2 separate regions of the Sus scrofa genome follow, and region 1 is linked to region 2. Evidence: chromatin contacts called from public Hi-C data. All regions are on one chromosome and are shown on one strand. Each heading gives the region's core, a stretch centred on a gene start, on an enhancer-like site or on the middle of the called end of the contact. The rest is flanking DNA. Distances are from core to core; before and after follow the strand shown. Region 1 has its middle 14 kb from the start of EMC8. Region 2 holds the start of FOXF1 (forkhead box protein F1).

The links. Hi-C and Micro-C count contacts between places; a contact is called where the count stands out from the background.
Region 1: a Hi-C map of subcutaneous adipose tissue shows a contact between it and region 2, with 2.7 times the contacts expected there. The contact joins the enhancer-like site here to the promoter of FOXF1 in region 2. A contact is called at or near these places in 3 of 5 promoter capture datasets (fetal skeletal muscle and liver), 16 of 47 Hi-C or Micro-C datasets (alveolar macrophages, brain, embryonic fibroblasts and 11 more) and 1 of 2 datasets of contacts at active chromatin or transcription factors (alveolar macrophages).

The regions. Positions count from the first base shown.
Region 1 is chr6:3,120,560-3,127,345 of Sscrofa11.1, forward strand. No RefSeq gene overlaps it. Among named protein-coding and RNA genes, the nearest start is that of EMC8, 14 kb to the right of the region's middle. Within about 2 kb of position 2,047, at least 38 of the 83 cell types and tissues checked have an H3K27ac peak or open chromatin away from gene starts, as enhancers often do. A contact at or near this core is called in alveolar macrophages, brain, liver and 4 more, where this site is marked.
Region 2 is chr6:2,594,033-2,601,129 of Sscrofa11.1, forward strand. It overlaps FOXF1 (forkhead box protein F1), which reads right to left and starts at 4,090. Exons shown (of 3, transcript XM_021093697.1): 1 at 3,387-4,090; 2 at 1,751-2,751; 3 at 1-386. The coding sequence starts at 2,717. The coding sequence ends at 226.

The DNA of each region.
Region 1 (6,786 bases), core at 797-3,296, 520 kb after region 2:
GGAAGAGGCCCTGTGAAGACAAAACAGACTGGAGGGAGGCGGCCAGGAGCCCCCAGAACCAGGAAAAAGCAGGAGGGACCCGCACCTGAGCCTCGAGATGGAGCCTGGTCCTGCCACCCCCTGACTTCAGACTTCTGGCTTCCAGGACGGCGGAGAAATAAACTCCTATCTCTCTAAGCGCCCCCAGAGTGGGGTCATCAGTGCAAGAGCCCAGGACGCTCATACACCACACAGCCTTGCCACCTGGCTACGAGCTGAGTGCGTCCAGGCCCCGCAGGTGGGTGCCCAGTCTCTCCAGCCCGTCTCCCCTGCGGCCCCAGAACAGTGGCTCTCCAGACCCATGTGGCTCCCACGCTGGTGTTTTCCAGGGGACCTCAGGGAGGTTTGAGGAAGTGGTGGCCCTAATGGCTGGGAAAGTCCTCCAGGGCAGCCTTGTGACTACTTTGCAGGTGACCCCAGCAGGCTCCTGATCAAAGGGAAAACCCAAGAGCCCCCCTCCAGCCTGGCATGGCCACAGCGGGTACAGAAATGCCTGGGAAGCACCAGAAGCCAACATAGCCACTGGCCAAGAAGCCCCAAACATGGAATTGCTATGAAACCTCCTGCAGGTCACACCTTCTGAAACCCACGTGGGCACCTCCAGCTCAGGCCCTCTGGCATCTGGACACGGACTACCTCAGCGTCCATGGAGAAACTAACTCAAAGCCACCCCTCACCAAGCCAGCCTCAAGAGCCCATGCCCTTTGAGCTTAAGTCCTACCCCACAGCTCTGCCAGGAGCCTCAGGCCACCGTGGTTCAAGGTGGGAGGCCAGGCACTGCAGGTGCATGGATCAGGGTCTAGACACTAACCCCATCATCTACTGGGGTACAGCCCTTGGAAGTTGTTCAGTTTCTCTCGGTGTCCCCATCTGGAAGAGACAGCTACACTTCCTACCTCCCAGGACTGCAGGAAGCTGTAGCTGGGCTAGTACGCAACACAGAGGGGAGCGTTATTATATGACGATGAGACACCCGCTCAGCAAATATTTATCGAGTATCTAATATATGCCAGACAATACCCCAGAAGCTAGGGGAACAGTGGGGAACAAAACAGACACAGGTGTTTCGGAGCTTATGATGGTGAAGAAGAAGAAAGAAGGTGGTGGTCGTGATGCTGAGGCTGGAGACGGTGGGGGAGGAGGATGAAGCTGGGGATGACGGTGGGGATGGGGATGGGGAGGAGCATCATGGTGAAGGAGATGCTGGAGAGGATGAGGATGCGGCGAGGATGGTGAGGGGGACGGGGATGGGGATGGGGGTGGGATGGGGATGGGGGTGGCGGTGGCGATGGGGACGGGGATGGGGATGGGGGTGGGGATGGGGATGGGGGTGGCGGTGGGGGTGGGGATGGGGATGGGGATGAGGAAGAGGATCACAATGACGGCGATGCTGGAGAGAGTGGTGAGGCGGAGGAGAGTGGAGATGTAGCCAAGACCCCTCCCTGGACCACCAGATCCTCAGGAGCAGGAGGAGCTGCACCTTCCACTTTCCACCCGTCCGTGTCTGGCCCAGGGCCTTGTACACAGTACTCGAGAAACGGGTGGAGTTGATAGATGAACTTTTCAAGTCACTCTCAGCAGAGGAGACCCCCCCACCAAGGGGAGGGGGCTCCAACCGGCCGCCATGCGAATCTCTTTAAAGTCGTCTGTTTTATCTTTAAAGTGGAAGGAGCCTCTTTCCACTTTGTGGTGTATGCTTGTTTCTTCTACTTGTAAACAACAGGAACCTTTTTCCAAAACTTTGAAAATAATGCCCCAAGAATACATGTCCTGTTTATTCCTGTGGCTTTTGAGAAACTAACCACACACACAGCACACGCACACACGCAGCCCCCTAGGCCACCCCCACACACACTGGAGGTCCGCAGAGCCCAGGGCCAGAAGCACGACCCCAGTCTGTCAAGGCTCCGAGCAGATGCGCCTCTCCCAGTGGCAGTGGGCCGCAGCAGGAAGGGCACTGGCCCTGGAGGCGGCTGCAAGGCTCCACCCTCTTGGCAGGAAGGCAAGGAGGCTGAGCCAAAGGCTCTGAAAAGGAAACTGGGAACTTTGCTGCCCCCTTAAAACCTGGCATTTCCATAGCAGGTGCCCCGTCACCATCACACGGACTCTGGAGGACAAAGCAGCAGCGAGGGTCCTGGAACTCGTGGCATTTAGGGAGCTGCTGCTCTGCGTGGCTAGAGCCTCGGGATGTGCTCAGGGGTCCTGCCAACTCCCCAGGGACAGCCTCTCCAACAACGAAACCAGGCAGGAAGAGGGCAGGACACTCCCGGGCTGCTGGGCAGACCAGAACCCCGGCGGAGAGGGGCTCCATGCTGTGCCACCACCATCCCCCACGGCCCCCAGGCTCCCTGAGTTTCTGTTTCCCCCTTTCTGAAGGGAGCCCTCCACGCCGCCTCGCAGGCGGTTTTCGGTCCTGTTACATAACATTCGCCCTCAAAGCGTGGAGGTGGGAAGCAGCTCACCGGCAACGCGATGACACAGTGGAATTTACTGAGCCGATGACAACGCGTGTCACCCGATTCCCCAAGATGGGGGTGGGGGTGGGGGGGTCCTGTCCTTCCCATGCCAGGAGTTTGGCACCAACGAGGAAATGGACGAAGGGGGAGACAGTGAAGCTCAGTTCGTCCCTTGCCAGTGTCGGGAGGCTGATCTGAAAAGCCTGGAAGAGCCAGTGGATCTGCCTGGGGGGTGGGGGGGGGCAATTTTACTCCCGATGCGCGGAAATAATTATTTCTGTATCAAAACAGACACGGCAGTATCATGGGGCAAAAGAGCAAATTCCCATGGATTTTCACCATCAAACACAAGACTTTGGAAGGCATGCCACACACCCGGCAGCACAATTCCGGTCACTGCCCTGCACTCCAGGCTGCACAAACCCCCTGGCCAACTTTTGAGCAGACAAGTCTGACAAGAAGGAAAAATTGCTTTTACTGCAGAGCCAGCCACTGGGGCTCCAGGACAAGGATGGAGCCCGGATGCCACCTGGTGTTCATTTGGGGTGTGGCAGCCAGTTTTGTGACACTGTCAGATTCAGATGCCCACGGGAGGAGGGTGGGAGGGTTCCTCCTTCGCAAGAGGACCTCTGCATTGACCGACCTTCCCACCCCACCACCGCCAGACTGCTGCAGCACCCGGGGCCCCCCTTTGTTAAAGGCCTGGCCTCCAGAGCACGCTTTGTGCCCCTAGAGATCCTGGTCCAGCAGCCCTCAGTTAGGCAGAGGTCTCTGTTTTCACCCAGTTTCCCAGGCAACGTGGGAATGAATGCAGAGGTTTGAACTTGCACTTGAATCACCTGGGGCAGACTTTAAACCCTGCAAGTGCCCCCGAGGTAAGACCCCGCCTCAGCACCTTCACACACCTGCCTAGGGGACCCTAGGCGTGGCCTGAGCGGACAACACTGGCATAGAGACTTGTTTCCCCTGAGTTTCCTGGTAAGATCCCGGCATCTTACCAGGAGGGACGCCGGCAGTGAACCGGGCTCCTTAGCTGGGGAAGCAGCTCTCAGTCCTGGGACCAAGGAGCTCAGGGACAGGGGTCCTGCGTCTGAGGATTATCCCCTGCTCCTGCCAGGGCTTTGTCAGGACACCCTAAGTGTTCTGTTTTCAGCTTTTTTTCAGCAGATCATAGAAATTCCAAAGAGCTTTTTTTTTTTTTTTGGCCTTTTGCCTTTTGTCTTTTTAGGGCCGCACCTGCAGCATATGGCATGTGGAGATTCCCAGGCTAGGGGTCCAATCGGAGCTGTAGCCACTGGCCACAGCCACAGCCACAGCAATGCAGGATCCAAGCCACATCTGCGACCTACACCACAGCTCACTGCAACATCGGATCCTTGACCCGTCACTGAGTGAAGCCGGGGATTGAACCCGCGTCCTCACGGATGCCGCCGGGGTTCATTAACCGCTGAACCACGATGGGAACTCCCCAAAGAGCTATTTTTTGCCACAGTAAGATCAGTGACATTAGGGATGCAGGGCTCGAAGGCTACAACTGGGACAATCCTGGGAAAAGCAAGCTAAGCTGGGCGCGCTCACCCTCAGACCTGCCTCAGACTAGCAGTAACTTGTTCCAGGATTCGCCGCGTGTGTGTCTGTGAGTGGCCACAGGACAGTCTAGCAGATTCTCGAAGGGTCTGTAATCCCTGCGGATGGCAATCCTGCCTCCACGCTTCCCCCGGCGCACGCCTGCTGGTGTGCAGGGCTGAATCTGGCAAAAGCACGCCTACGTTTTATGGAGGCGTGAGATTCCAAACATCCACCCCAAGCGGGGTGCTGCCCCCAGCGAGGGCCTAGGAAAGGAAGGCTCAGGAGGTCCCCCGTCACCTGGAGTGCAGCAGACGTCCGAGCTGAGCTGGTTTTGCTGCTGACTTTTGGTCTGGTTGAGGGGTGGGGAGAAAGCGTGGTTAGAGCACAAAAGATGTGGAAACAGTTTGCAAAGGCCCTGAGAGGCTGCCCCATTCCTAGGGTTTGGACAGGTTTGTTTGTTGAATAAACAAGCACGAGCACCTACGACATGCCAGGAGTTGTACAGAGGCAACTCAACAGGCATTTAGTGGGCTCCAGCGTAGGCTAACTAGAATTCAAATCCCAGCAGCGACTCTACTGGCTGTGTGCCCTTAAACAAGTCACTTAACCTCCCTGTGGCCTATTCCTAAACCTATGAAATGGGAGAACAAGCTCACGTCTGCAGAGGACAGAATGCATGTAGGGCAGGAAGCCAGAGCTGGGACCCAGGCGGCCTGAGCTGGAGACGGGTTCTCTTAGCCCCTGGCCAGCCTGCATCAAGGATAAAGCCCTTCTACGCTTTAACGCAGGTGCCAGCAAGGCCAGGAGCAACGACTCTCAGGCCGTGCACGCCTCCAGCGCACCCCTGTAAAGTGCATCCTGCTCTCGGGATCTGTGCCGAGTCAAAAGCAAAGCTTCCCTGCTTTATGAAATAAAGTCTCCAGCCTGCAGAGCTGCCCCTGCACAGATGCCCCCATGGGCCAGAGGATTCTGCAAGACAGAGCCTGGGCAGCCGGGGCAGGGCACATTGGGATGGGCTTGGCCAGAGCTGCCTGCAAGAGCCCTGCCCGTGGCGGAAGAGCGCACGGGCCAAGGAGGGTGTGGAACAGATGTGCTGCCCAGGCCCTGGTCCCTCTGCTGACACCCTGGAGAAAGCCTCGCTCACTCCGCTTTCTGGATGCTCCAGCCCTGGAACGGGATGGGTGAGGCTTCAGCTCTCCCTCTGCTGTGCAGAATGGAGAATGCAGCCCAAGGAAAGAAGTCTAACGCCACGAGATGCAGGTCCAGCTGCTCAACTTGGGATGTCTGCAAGCTGAAGACCCCTTTTCAGAAGGCAGGTGAGCCCCTGCTCAGGGGTGGGAACTTTGGCCCAGGGGTGAGAAAAGACATAAGCCTAAGTGAGCCAACCTCGAATGAGCAGAGGACCTGAATCTTCTCAAAGAACACACCCAAGAGGGCAACAGGAACATGACAAGATGCTCTGCAGGACCGGTCAGCAGGGCAGTGCAAACCCAAACCACAGGGCGCTCCCCTCGCCCCCGTTAGAACGGCCGTGGCTAAAAAGATAAGGGGTAACAGACGCCACTGGGGATGCGAGGGAAAAGGGACATGTGTGCCTTGTTAGTGGGAATGTAACAGACTCAAGCTACTATGGTAGAGGAGAGAGGATCCTTGCAAAATGAGAATGGTACCCGCCCTACGACCCAGCGCCTCCATTTCTGGGAATGTATCCAAAAGAAATGAAAACTCTAACCCGAAAAGATACCGGCGCCCCCAGGTTCAGAGCAGCATTAGTTACAACAGCGAAGACACGGAAACAACCAAAGTGTCCATCGATGGGCGAGCAGATGAAGAAGCTGCCGTGGATGTGAATACAGAGTGGGATACACTCACGCATATAAAATGAGAGATTCCACCATCTGACCGTGACTGGACCCCGGAGGCCTCGCGTTGAGTGAAATCAGCCTGACAGAGAAGGGCAAACACTGCATGATGTCACTCACACGGAGAATCCGAAACACAACCAACCAAACTCGCGCACAGAAAAAGAGATGAGACTGTGGTTGCCAGAGGCAGGAGGTGGCGGAGGACGGGACTGGAGGAAGGTGGGCCAAAGGTCCAGGCTCCAGTGAGGAGATAAATAAGGACCTGGGATGTGACGTGCGACCCGAGCGCTACAGCCGATGCCGCAGTGTGACACGCAGGGAAGGGAAGGCGAGTAAATCCTGGGTTTCCATCCCCCGGGGAGTTTTTCCCCCTTTCTTCTTCTTTCTTTTCTTTGTGTCGCGTCTGCGTGAGATGATGGGTGTTGGCGGAACCTTTTAGGGTACATGTACACGATGGAATACTACTCAGGCATAAAAAAGAATGACATAATGCCATGTGCAGCAACGTGGGTGGACCTGACGATGATTATACTGAGAGCAGCAAGTCAGAGAAAAGACAACCATCACAGAAGAGCACATACATGGAATCTTAAAAAATTACACAAGTGAACTTATTTGCAAACCAGAAATAAGACTCACAGACATAGAAAACAAACGTATGGCTGCCAAAGGGGAAAGGAGCAGGAGAGAGGGAGAAAATAGGAGTGTGGGATAGAGAGATGACACCTACTACACATAAAATGGATAAACAAGGCCCTGCGGCAGAGCACACGGAACTAAATTCAGGATTTTGTAACAACCTGTAACGGTAACGAATCTGGAAAAGAATATGTCTATGTCTCTCTCAAAGTGATTCC
Region 2 (7,097 bases), core at 2,840-5,339:
CCACCATTTAAAAATACTGGTGAGGGCGTGGGGGGAGGTGCTGACCACAGGGCTGGGTCTTTGCCTTGGGGATTCCTTCCCGAATAATATAATCCGGTTGGGAGGGGTCGAACCCTTTTTTTTCTGCCGACGGTTATACCTCAAGAATAAAGCAGTTTCTGGCAACGGGTTCCGAGGTCCCTGCACCCGGCCAGCCCGTGTCCGAGGGCCCCGAGGGCTGTGGTCTCACATCACGCAGGGCTTGATGTCCTGGTAGGTGACCTGCTGGTGGTAGTAGGAGCCGCCGCCGGCCGAGTGCATGGACGAGGACGCCATGGTGTTGAAAGAGAAGACGAACTCCTTTCGGTCACACATGCTGGGCGACTGCGAATGATACCGCGGGATGCCTGCGGGGCGAGGCGACAGGAAGGGGGGCGGTCAAGGGTGAGTGTCCCGAGGTCCAGGCAAGAGGCAGGCCTGCCTGTCGGGCGGGGGCGCGGGGCAGGCCTGCCCGGCTGCAGCCCCGGGCCTGAGGCCTCCCCTACGGGGCGCCTCCCCACGTCCCTGGGCTTCTCCGTAGGAAGGTCCCTGGACGCTGCGAGGCGCCCTGCTCCCGAGCGCCCACGGCGCAGGCCTCTCTGGCCTTGGGCACTGAGCTCAAGCCCCGGCGCTTCCGGAGGCCACCAGAGAAGTGGTGAGAGGGGCCGAGGTGGGCCAGCAGGGAGGGTCTCGTGGCCTCCACCTCCAGGGCAGCCTGAGGCCTTTGCCTGGCGCCGGGCAGCCACCTTCCAACCCCCAAAGACTGCAGAGGTCCTGGAGCAGCCGTCCAGGCTGACAGGGGCCAACTCTGGGGCAAAGGGTGGCTTCTCCAGGGGAAAGGCCCCTTGGAGACCAGGGTCCTGGGCCAGCTGGAGCCCGGGGACTCTGTAGCAGCCCAAGCTGGGGGACCCCCATGGAGAGGGGCCCTCCATCTGCCAGGCCCCTTTCCTGACCTCCAGAAGGCTGCTGACAGCCGACCCCTGACAGGCCCCCGCTTAGGTCACTGCATGGTCTTTCTAGAACCAGGCCCAGAAGGCTGCCGATGGGTGCTGAGATGGAGAGTTCAGAGGAGAAAGCTGTGCCTCTTTTTTCTCAAGGGTCGGGGTGGGGGGATACCTGGGGACCTGGAAGAACCTGGATGCCGAGGAAGAAGGTGTGGGACCTGCAACTCCATCTGACCCTCGATCTGGGCCCCTCTCTGCCACCGTCGCCACAAAATGCCCGCGCAGCGTTCACACAGCCGGGCCTCGGTCCCTGAAAGGCCAGGCTCTGAGCGCCGGGCCCGGCCGGCTTTGGGCCTAACTCTTCCGTCCCGCCTGCCCGGCTCAGAGCAGAGGCGGCTCTCCGCAGCTTTCTGGGTCAACTGGGGAGGGCGAGCCAGCTGGCCAGGGCCGGGCCTGGCTCCATCCTGGGCACTTGCTGAGGGACCCAAAGGGACTCAGAATATTGGGGTCTGAATTGTTTTGGTGAGGATGGGCCTACCTGGCTAGGCTGGGGCAGCCAGCAGCTGGAAGTTGAAATAGAAAAAGAGAAACACTGTATCTTGGTCTAAACCGGAGCTGCACGCACCCCTCAAATGGGGGAGGTGGGGCCGAGAGAGACTCGCCGCGGCATCGGGGTTGGTACCGGGTTGGTAGTGGATGGACGCGGCCGCAGGCTGAGGACCAGGGCGTCAGCGGCTCCGTGCAGGGTGCTCGCCCAGATGCCCACCCCGCACCGGCTCCCCACTCACCTTGCAGCTCCGCTGGGGCGTTGTGACTGTTCTGGTGCAGATATGGCTGGTCCAGGGAATGCGTGGAGAGGCTGCCAGACAGGGGGTTGGCCGCGGGGTTGCAGGGGGACAGGGGCTGCTGCTTGATGTAGGAGGCGCTGCTGTTGAGGGCCGCGGAGGCGGAGGGCGGCCAGGCGGCCGCGGAGCCGGAGTACACCGAGTGGGGCTCCATGACCCCGCCGGCAGCCGCGGGCAGCAGCGGGGAGGCGGGCACGGAGCTGTCGTGGTGCGGGTACTCGCCGGCCGCGGACCCACCGCAGCTGCCCATGTAAGAGTGGCCGCCGTTGGCGGGCAGGTGGGGCACCGAGTGGCTGGGCAAAGCCATGCCGTCCACGTTGCCCGGCAAGTGGCCGTTCATCATGCCCAGACCTCCCTCCAGCGCCAGGCTGTTGGGCGGGCACGAGAGGCCGCCAGCGGAGCTCTGGAAGCCGTAGGTGTCCGGGAGGTGGTTGAAGCCGAGCCCGTTCATCATGCTGTACATGGGCTTGAGCGCCTGGCATTTCCTTCGGAAGCCGCGCGGCCGCCGCCGAAAGGAGCCCTCCTCGAACATGAACTCGCTGGCCGGGTCGATGGTCCAGTAGTGGCCCTTGCCCGGCCGCCCGAGGCCCTTGGGCAGCTTGATGAAGCACTCGTTGAGCGAGAGGTTGTGGCGCACGGAGTTCTTCCAGCCCTGGTAGGAGCCGCGGAAGAAGGGGAAGCGGCTCTGCAGGAACTGGTAGATCTCGCTGAGCGTCAGGCGCTTGGTGGGCGAGCTCTGGATGGCCATGACGATGAGCGCGATGTACGAGTAGGGCGGCTTCTCGGGGCGCCGGATGCCGGCGTTCGTCTTCTTGGCCTTGGACGGGCCGGACGACGCGGGATCCATGGCCGCGCCGCCTCCCCCGCCGCCGCCGTGCGGTGGCTGCTGCTTCTCGGGCGCCGAAGACATCGGGTGGCTGCTGCCGCCGCCGCCGCTGCCGCCGCTGCTCTGCGCCGCGGACAAACGGGGAGGAGGAGGAGGAGGAGGAAGAGGAGGAGGGGGAGGAGGGGGAGGGGGCTGCGCGCGCGGGGCTGGCTGCACCTCTGCCGTCATCCGCGGCCACTTCTCCCGAGCGAGCCTCGGCGCGCCCTCCCCCGCCTGCGCGCTCGTCCTCCCCGAAGAGCTGCTGGATCCGCGGGCGGTTGGCTCACAGCCCCCTCTCTCCCCAGCTCCCTCCTCCCCCACCTACTCTCCTCCCTCTTTCTCTCTCGCCCTCCCACAAGGGAAGGAGCCGAGCGGAGGCTGAGAGCAGCCTCTTTGCAGCCTGGGCGGAGGCCGCGAGGAAGCCCCCCCCCCCACCGTTTTGGGGGGAGGCACCACCTCTCGGGCCTGCGGCTGTGCGCCCCCGCGGGGAGCACCGTTCGGTCCCCGCCACCCGCGGCGCTCGGCTCCTAGACTCCAGCCGAGGCCGCCCTTTCTGCCTCGTCTCTCAGCGGCGTCTCACGGGCCAGAGTAAGACCCTCCAGGAGTTCCCTCCCCTCCCTGCCCCCCTCCGGCCCCCTCGGCGGTGGGCGCTTAAAGGGCCCCCACCCTCGCCGCCCAGCGGCCGCCGGCAGAACCCGCCCCGCCTGCACCAACCTGGCGAGCAAGTGTTAATGCGCCCTCCGCCCGCCGTTCAGCCCAGCTGCGCGTAGGCCCCCGCCTTCCCTGCTCGGGCGGTGCGGAGGAAAAGGCGCCCCGGTACCCGGGCCTTCCCGGAGCCGTACTGCTCGGTGGCAAATCGCAGCTGTAGCGGAGGCCGGGGCCGCCGGGTCGGGGCCATCGTGGGCACAGTCGGCTTGGCTACGGGTCCCCGGGTCCCCGCGGCCGGCGGGCGTGTGTTCCCGCGAGGGACCGCCTACCCCTTCTCCCCGCCCAGGGAAGGACTGCGCCGCGCCCGGGACTTTTCGGACTCGCCCAGCAACGCGCAAGCAGGCGGGCAGCCGGCGGAGCCGAGCGCGGGCGGAAAACGAAAGCGCAGGGCGGGTCGTTCCCGCTTTGTCTCCGGCGCCGCGGGCGGTTCGGGGAGCAAGTGAGAACCGCTGGCCCTGCGGGGACCCACACTTCCCGGGCTCCCGGACCAAGCGACCCGGCTCATTCCCTCACTCGTGCGCACACATACAGACACGGACGCACCCACGCGTGCGTTCCCAGTCGCGCACACGCGGCGCTCAGGCATGAGCGTTCCCACTCACGCGCTCGCCCACGCACGCACGAAAGGCCCACAGGAGCGTCAGTTTGCATCCAGTCCCACTCGTGTGTACACTAGCCACACTCTGATCTGAGTCCACACAACTCAGTTGGACACCCCCCCAACACACACACACACACACACACACACACACACACACACACACACACTGAAAACCCGCCTATTTGGCCCCGCAGCCCCGGTGTCCCCACTTCCAAGAGCAGATTCCGATTTCTCGCAGATGGTAAAGGCCCTGGCAGGAAGTTTACATGGCTCAACGTAAACAAGTTCTGGGGGGGATTCTTTAATAATAATAATAGAGAATTCCGCGTGCGCGGGGGGGAGTTGGCCTAATGCCCCTGTGGGCTCGGCCTGCCGCCGCCACGGGGGCCTCTGACACTGCGCGCCAGGCCAGGTTCCGGAAGGCAGCCTGCGCGGGCGGGGAGCGCGGGCCCGGGAGGCCCCCGCGCGCCGGGCTGCCTGCAGCAGGGGGCTCGCACGAACGTCTTCCCCCGCCAACCTCCCAGCGCTGGGGTGCGGGCTAGGACGGGGTGGGGGGACAGTGGCGCCCAGCGCGGAACAGCGCAGGAGCCGGGCGCAACGCCGCACGCGGGGACCCAGGTGAGTGCTGTTTGATTGCTCACAGACTTGGGAGGAGCGAGGCGAGGGGTGTTTTCTCGGGTCCACGACGGGACCCTGAACGCAGTGCCCTGGCGCGAGCTGGGGGCGAGAGGCGGATGCCAGGCTCGGAGTGCGGCCCGCGGCGCTTTTCAAAGCCTGTGGGCCCCTCGGATTCTCCGGCCTCCTTGTCACCCGGGACCTGCCTCCTCGCTCCGACGCCTTCAGCCGAGGCGGTAGACGCCTGGTCACCTTCAGGGCGCCTGGCACGTCCGTGTGAGGAGCAGGGGGTCTCGGCTGTGGTCGGTCCCGGCCGAGCGCGCGCTCTCTCGGGAGACCAGAGAGCCACCTTCTCTGCGCAGCGCTTCCGCCTGGCTCTCCCGGCCTCGGCGCGGCTGGGGAAGGCTCCGTGGGGGAGGTGGCCGAGTCGAGTGCGGTTGTATCTTCGCGCAGGTAGCCGTGCGGGCAGACCCAGTCCCGCTTCCCAGCGCCCAGCCAGCGCCCACCGACCACAGGCACACACTGAGCACCGCGCACGGCCTCCCTACCTCTTCCCAGCGAAGGCGCCTCGCGCAGCTCAGGCGCCCCAACCCTCGCGCCCACGCTCAGGCCTGCCCACCGCCGAGGACGCGTTTGCGGTTGTGTGCACACACTCCTGCCCTTTTGCGTTCACCCACGCACAGCCAGCCGCACGTGCACACGCAGTCGCACGCCTGGCCGCTCCACGCGCCCGCGCGCACACGTCCCCACACGCATTCTCACAGGCTCTCCCCGTCACTTTATTTTTTCCGCCAAACGGCAGCTGCAGGATAGGAGGCCCCGCGGCGCCGCCGCCGGGAGGGAAGTTCCCGCGAAGGGTCGCTACCTCCAGCTGCTGGGAGCACATCTGGCTTTTAAAAGAGAGGCGAGCAGAGGAGGTTGCCCGGCTCCCAAGCCAGCCTGGGGTGCAGCGCAAAGCCCCGAAACTCCCAGAATGTAATAGGAACCCCTCCCTTTCCCTCGCTCCTCCCCCACTGACAGGGTGCCTCCAAAAGTGAGGGGCTTTGTCGTGAAGGTGGGGGCCTTTTTCCCAGTAGCCCCCTTCCTCTTCGCCCTCTCCAGTTGGGAGGGAGCTGCAGAGTCCATTTTTGGCTAACCCCCAGGTCAGCTTTCCTCCCTCGTGCCCTGGTTCTCAGTCGCCGGTTCTCACAGGCTCCTTCTGGGGCTCCTCTGCCTTTGGGGATGGGAAGCGTTGGCCTTCCTGGGCCTAAGTGTGGAGGTGGGGCCCCACCTGGCCTCCACGTAGCCCTCAGGCTCTGACAGTGACACTGCAGTTGGCATTGACGGTGCCCAGGGAGGGGGCTCAGAGGGCTGGGGACTCTGGCAGATGGAGGCGCCCCCCACCCCTCCTCTCTACCAAGGTGGGCGTGAAGAGGAGGGGGATGAGCTTCAGCTCCAGGATTCAGAGACACCCCCTCCCCCGGTTCTGGGACGAACCACCACCTTGGCAAGGAGGGCTTTTCCAGATGCCCAGAGACCAAGCTTTTGGCTCTTAGGATGCCCCTGAAAAGTCCCGCCTGATCTTGCGTTTTATCCACGGGGAAACTGGAGCCCTGGGTCAGCCGTGCTGCTGAGCGAACATACCTCCGTGGTGCTGTTCCACACGCACGGGCCAACTGCCCTGGCATCTCCCTCCCAGATGCCTCATCACAGGCCCAGAGTGGAACGAGTGGGGTTCTCTTGCCTTCTCTTGCCTCCTGCACACCTCTGGCGTCCTAGGCTCAAGGGCACAGAGAAGCCCATTGCAGAACTGACCACCACAGACACGATAATAATAGAACTTTCTGGATGCCAGCCACACACCTGGTATTGAGCCTCGGATTATAACCCCCCCTCCCCCGCCAGGTTCTTAACCTTTCTCTGGGCTGTGAGTCCCTTTGATAAACTACGGAAAACTACAGCCCTATACCTGCCCCTTCCAGAAGGTGCTTACCTGCAGCATTTGTAGCATAATTTTCAAGGTTTCACCAAATACCCCTAGCCCATCCATGAACCCGCACCCTCCCAGCCATGAACCCAGGACCCTGGTTAAGCGCCCCACAGAGACTTTTTGAAACTTCAGATGCCCCTACAGGGTCAGTATTATCCCTCTCTTTGCAGATGGGCCCGGGAACATTACCCCACGTCCTAGGTCACCCTGTAGAGCCAGGGCACACATCTAGGGCTGAGCAGGACCGGGGGTTAAGCCTCCAGAGAACGGCGCAGAGGCCCTCCACCTGCAGGCTTGCAGTCATGGTCCGGATTTGAATCCAGCTTCCACTGTGAAAGGATGTTGCAGAAGCCACTTGTGCCTTAGTTTCTTGTGTTTTTGTTTGTTTGTTTGTCTTTTAGGGGGTCTTGTTAGTATATTCCCGCCCCTCCCCCCGGCTTTATTGAGATAGAATGTACTGGTAACACTGGGTAAGCTTTCGGCATGCAGTGTTGACTTCCACGTGTATGTGTTGAAAATGACCTCCATTTGA